2 separate regions of the Mus musculus genome follow, and region 1 is linked to region 2. Evidence: chromatin contacts called from public HiChIP or PLAC-seq data. All regions are on one chromosome and are shown on one strand. The core of a region is the stretch at or near the end of the contact, and the rest is flanking DNA. Distances in the headings are between cores, read along the strand shown.

Evidence for each region. HiChIP or PLAC-seq counts read pairs in DNA pulled down with a chosen protein or histone mark.
Region 1: a contact with region 2 is called in a FOXA1 HiChIP or PLAC-seq map of pancreatic cancer cells. The contact joins two enhancer-like sites. A contact is called at or near these places in 12 of 484 Hi-C or Micro-C datasets (the C2C12 cell line, CD4 T cells, the G1E-ER4 cell line and 7 more) and 8 of 115 datasets of contacts at active chromatin or transcription factors (CD8 T cells, bone marrow-derived dendritic cells, bone marrow-derived macrophages and 5 more).

Annotation. Positions count from the first base shown.
Region 1 is chr13:45,836,277-45,839,307 of GRCm38.p6, reverse strand. The region is part of intron 3 of Atxn1 (ataxin 1); the gene reads left to right. Among named protein-coding and RNA genes, the nearest start is that of Atxn1, 130 kb to the left of the region's middle. Within about 2 kb of position 1,562, at least 46 of the 459 cell types and tissues checked have an H3K27ac peak or open chromatin away from gene starts, as enhancers often do. A contact at or near this core is called in Th1 cells, embryonic fibroblasts and pancreatic cancer cells, where this site is marked.
Region 2 is chr13:45,693,932-45,696,664 of GRCm38.p6, reverse strand. The region is part of intron 6 of Atxn1 (ataxin 1); the gene reads left to right. Among named protein-coding and RNA genes, the nearest start is that of Gm34582, 170 kb to the right of the region's middle. Within about 2 kb of position 1,479, at least 42 of the 459 cell types and tissues checked have an H3K27ac peak or open chromatin away from gene starts, as enhancers often do. A contact at or near this core is called in Th1 cells, embryonic fibroblasts and pancreatic cancer cells, where this site is marked.

The DNA.
Region 1 (3,031 bases), core at 313-2,812, 140 kb before region 2:
CTTCTCCCTTTTCTTTCTCCTTCTTCTTCTTCCTCTTCCCCTCCCTCCCTCTTCCTTCTTCTCTTTCTCCTCTTCCCCTCCCTCCCCCTCCCTCTTCCTCTTCCTCCTCTACCTCCCTCTCTCTACCTTCTTCTCTTTCTCCTCCTCCCCTCCTTCCCCCTCTTCCTCCTCCTCCTCTTCTTCCTCCTGCTCCTCCTCCTCCTCCTTCTCCTCTTCCTCTTCCTCCTCCTCCTCCTCCTCCTCCTCCTCCTCCTCCTCCTCCTCCTCCTCCTCCTCCTCCTCCTCCTCCTTCTTCTTCTTCTTCTTCTTCTTCTTCTTCTTCTTCTTCTTCTTCTTCTTCTTCTTCTTCTTCTTCTCCTCCTTCTTCTTTTTCTTCTTTGTCACTACTGAGATGTGTTGAAAAGCTAGGAACATAGCTCAGTGGTAGAGCACCTGCTTAGGTTTCACAAGGTCCTGGGTTTGATCCTCACCACTACAGGAACATAATGTTTGAGTGGTTCTCAAGCTTCCCAATACTGTAACCCTTCCACACAGTTCCTAATGTTATGGTGAACACCCTCCCAACCATAAAATTATTTCATTGCTACTTTATTACTATAATTTGGTACTCCTACAAATCATAATGTAAAGACCTGATACGTGACCCCAAAGGGGCAGTGACCCACACTGCTGCTCTAACCAGGTTGGATTCCAGGTGTTAGACAAAGGTGCAGGAACAGAACCGTGGAGTGTAGCAGAGGGCTTGCTCCTCTACATGAACCAACTTCATGGCTTCTGGGTGCCTTCCTATCACTTCTGCTTCTCATCGTGGCCACCAACCTTAGGTGTACCACAGCGCTAATCCAACGTACTCTCCAAGGACCCCAAAGACGGGTTTCCACAAATGGCACTTTGCTGTGTACAGATGGCACGGGAAGAATAGATTTTTCTTGTTAACAGTTTAGCTAAAACTGCATGTTAATATTTCTACTTGACCACTTGAGGTCAACAAAAATGTGTCCTAAAGAATTTACGGTAACTAAGTGGTGAGGAGACAGTCAGGACATGATGGATCTTGACCATCATGGGGATCTGTACCTTTGAGACGTGGGCAGAGCAGAATCTTGAAGCTAGGGTTTCTCTGCTTCCAAATCCTTGCACAGGCCCTTCAGAAACCCTTTGACTGCTTCTTATGATAATTTTGTAAGCTGTTGCTTCCAAAGACTACCTCTACCTGGCACTCTTCAACCCCTTGCCTCCCTTCCATAGGTTTCAGGCCTGGTTGACTGAATCCTTCCCTGATGATAGATTTGCATAAGCTGTGCCCACGCATATGCTAATGAAATACATTCAACTTTCTTTTATACTAGTTTGTGAAACTTAGAAAAAAGAATTTTTTTTTTTTTTTGCCAGCCTGCAAAATAGGAAAATGAAAGGGCTGTGTGAGTCTCCCTCCACTAGGTGTTTACAAGGAAGCACGTATCTTAGGTACTTAGCAAATAACACGGTTGGGTTTATTTAACTTGTAGTGATTGTGCTCTGAATTTTCCAAGCCTGTGAATCATATTTGTGACTCATATTTTCAAGGGAATTCCCCCATCTGACTTTCCTCTCAGTTCGAGTCGGGTATAGCCTGGCAGGCTCGCTTAGGAACTGAGCAAAATCGAACTGGCTAGCTCCTTAGCTTGTCCCACCCCTCCTCAAGAAAAATTAATTTCGTTGCTACTGCGTGAGACGATTTCTCTGTCTTTCAGCATGGAAACTTGAATGTGGGTTCTCCTGCTAGGCAGTCACTTGTTGCTGGTGACTGATTTGTTGAAGAGTTGCTGATTTCTAGTGTGCGGAATTGGTTTCTTCCTTTTTTTCTTTTTTCCTGAGTTCCTTAAGTTCCTAGTCTGGTGTTTGGAAGAAAAGATAATTTAATGTAGGCTATTTGTTTTATTGCGTCCAATAATCAAAAAGTAACATTTCCGGCAGGGGCAACACTGGGAGAGGAAATACTTTGAAAGTATAAACCTGTTTTCAAAAAGATGGAATCAAGCACTTGCCTGTAAAAAGGTGCAGAATGAATCAGTGGTGGCATGTGTCAGCCAATTAAAGGTTCTGTTGGCTACCTGTAGGGATTTTGCAATAATTTTATTGCCTGGGAAGACCACTCAGGTCTCTTCAATAGGCCCAGAAGACCGAATCTTTTCCTGATGGTAAATATGCATGAACTATGCCCATGTGTGTGTGTGTGTGTGTGAGTGAGTGAGTGAGAGAGAGAGAGAGAGAGAGAGAGAGAGATGCAAAACAGGATGACTGCCAACAGAATTGGTCGCATGCTTTGTCCACCCCAGGTAAGTCTGCCCCAGTGGCCTGCTTGGCAACAAAACACTTCTCCATGACTTAGAAGCCCTACAGGGTTGGGAAATGAGAGAAACAGGGAAGACAAGACAGCAGAGAGTGGGAAACCTGACTGTGTGGGCGGCAGGAGCTGGTTAACGGTGTGGCTTTCAGTTCCTGCTTCGCTTCTATGGTCGTGAGTTTGGGAAAGCTACTCATTTCTCTGGAATCTGTGCCCTTCCTCATAAGAGGAAGGCTGTTGTCTCCAGGTGATGCTCCGAGGATTCCTTCCCTTCAAGAAAGGAAATTCTGTGTGTCTCAGGCAGAAGAGAGCGGACTCATTCGGGTGATGGAATCAGGGAGTAAACGCTGCTGAAAGTGGGACCACGTTGATGCTGAGGGTGGCCTAGATCCCAAGGTAGGACTGGTGATGTGGGTGAGACGGAAAACTGTTTGCCAGGCAAGCGTGAAGATGTGAGTCAGATTCCCAACACCCTTTAAAAAGCCAGGCGCATTGGCACATGCCCGTAATCCCAAGTGCTAGGAAACCATGCAGGCGATGGTTTCTTCCTGTGATCAGTGACTTTCACAGGGGAAGACCAGTCTAAGTTCAGGTGAATTGGCTTGCATCTTGAAAACACTTCCCTAGGAGCCATATTTCCCATCCATAACTGTGTCCCTACTCCTTCCCCAGAGCAGCAGCCTCCACTCTGACTCTGTCCTCTGG
Region 2 (2,733 bases), core at 230-2,729:
CAGAGAATAGCTTGTTATTAGGTTCTTATTCACTGAAGTTTAAGTGGTCAGGCTTGGTAGCCTGTGCCCTTCCTTACCCACTGAATTTCTTGGTGACTCAATCACAGTTACTTTTCAGTCTTTTATCACTTACTCTTTATGATTGCCTAAAAGATTTCATAAAATTGAGATAGATACATCAAATATCCGAGAGAAAAAGGGTATTAATGTCAAAAGAATTCTCAAAACCATCTTGTGATATATATTAAAATATTTATCCCTATTTCGTAGTGGTTTAATAGTGTTGCCAAAATTAACTCGTTCAGTTTAAAACTTCCTGGAACCGGAGAGACGGCTCAGAGGTTGAGGGCACATGCTACTCTTCCAGAGGCCCAGAGTTCAGTTCCCAGCACCCACATCAGAGTAACACACTACTCTATGTGACTACAGCCCAAGGAGATTCAGTGCCCTCTACTGGCCTCCATGAGCAACTGCAGCTATGGAACACACTTGAATTTAAATGCAATACTTTGCTGCCCCTCATTGTAGCTGATGGAAGGCGCTGCTGTTTTAGCATGTTTTCACTGGTGGGTGTGCTCCCGTGGATTCTATAAGTTTGTGACTTGCCCTGGAACCCATGGCCATGTCCTTTATTCTTAGTCATACTGTTAAGGTCAAATATATCGATGACCCCAGGCAGTTCACCACCCCCATCACCACCAAAGAAAGTGTTATTTTATAAATCTGTGGGTTGCTGTACGCCTCCTAATCAATAAGCAACGGACATGTTGGTTTAGGGCTGCAGCATGGGGGGAGAATTGTATACGTTATTTTCTCATAAAAGTTTTCGTCACGCTCACGGACAACTCTGGGGCCCTGTTGGGTTTAAGTTTTAGGATGTTTCACCGCAAACACTGCTGGGCAGGTCACTTGCTGGCATCATGATGTTTTCTAAGTTGCTGTTTTCCTGGGAAGCATGAGTCTTACAGAAAGTCACTCTCAGACCTAACTTCCGTTTAAATGAGAGGAGTTACTTTGGTCCAGGCCAGCTTTGTGACTGTTATGGTGGGTTTGCCTTTTACACTGTTGCAATTAAGGGCTTATATCAGACCTCAGATATAAAAGTTCTCTAAGGTCCTGAAGAGTAAAATTGGAGATACCACACGGTCAACTCTAAGGCACTTGAAGAATCTCTCTGTAAACAGAGTGAGCAGAGAAGAAGAAAATGTGAAACTCCAGTGACCTCCTCAGGCATGCTTCGAGGACTTTCTTTTCACTGCTTGAATTGCTTGAACCTTGCCCCACCCTTCTAACCCTCCGTTTCTATTTTCAGCTTGGTCCTCATGCCCTGAGAGCCTTGAGGCCGGTGCCTCAGAAGGGTGTGACAAACAGGGATCGCCAAGGAATGTGTATTTGCACGCAGACGGGTATGAGTGTGGGTGTTGTCAGGTGTGAGCAGTGATCACAGCATCTTCGGCCAAGCGGTCCAGCCTCATCAGCTCCTGCCGACAACGCCTCAGCCTGATTACTCAGGCCTGTCTCATTAGCAGCCGCTCCCTTCTGTCACACTCTTCCTAACAGTTGGCCTTTACCCACAGAGGTGTGTGTGTCTCCACCTGGCTCTCAGAGAGCTGAGAGGCTTCAAGCCTTGCACAGGAAGGGGAAGGCACTGAAAGCTGAAGGAGGAGGAGTCAGGAGACCTGAATTTTGTAGTCGATGTGGCAAGTGGCCATGTGACCTGGGTCTCAGCACACACACACACACACACACACACACACACACACACACACACGGTGACACATTTCAAGATGGACAACAAGAGAAATGGAAGTGAATGACCTCTGCAGTTGTAGCTTTTGTGTCGAGTGTCACGGAGACATTGCTCTGCCGTGGAGCAGATCAGCTCCTCCTTTTTCCTCATTAACTCCTTTAAAAACCAATGGTTTGCTACAACCTAGGTTTCCGGTGCTTTTGGCTTAATGCGCTGAGTGTAGCCTTCTGATGTAAAGATGGCTTAGCACAGCACTTCTCAACCTGTGGGTCCTGGCCCCCTTGGGGGGGGGTCAACCAACCCTTTCACGGGAGTCGCCTAAGACCATCAGAAAGCACAGATATTTACATTATGATTCATGACAGTAGCAAAATTACAGTTGTGAAGTATCAGTGAAAATAATGTTATGACTGGAGGTCACCACAACCTGAGGAACCACCTTAGTAAAGTTGAGAGCCACTGGCTTAGCAGCTAAAGGGGCTCACAACAATTCTAACGATATATATTCAGGCCCTCAGCCCCCACGTGATCGAAGGAGAGACCCAACTCCTTCAAATTGTCCTCTGATCTCCCTATACGTTGACATGGTGTGTGTATGCCCAGATATATTTGTCGACACGCAAACGTGAGTAAATCTAACAACCTTTAAGATGTCCTTATTTTTAATTGTACATATGTGTGCATACATGAGTGAGAGTACTCTCAGCGGCCAGAAGGGGGTATCAGGTTCCCCGCAGCAGGAATTACAGGCTAATAGAAGCTAGACAATGTGGGTGCTGACAGCTTAGCAAGCCCAAGCGGTCCTCCTGTCTCCGTGCCCTGCCACCGTTTTAAGGTCACATGTGTCTCATGGCCATGTTTGACTTTTTGTGTAAGTGTTGGAGAGTCACAGTCTTATCCACTGATCTCACTGCAGTGTAGGAGTAGATGCTAAATGTCTGTGATATGTGTGATATTGCTGTGGGTAGGGAAAGCATTTAAGG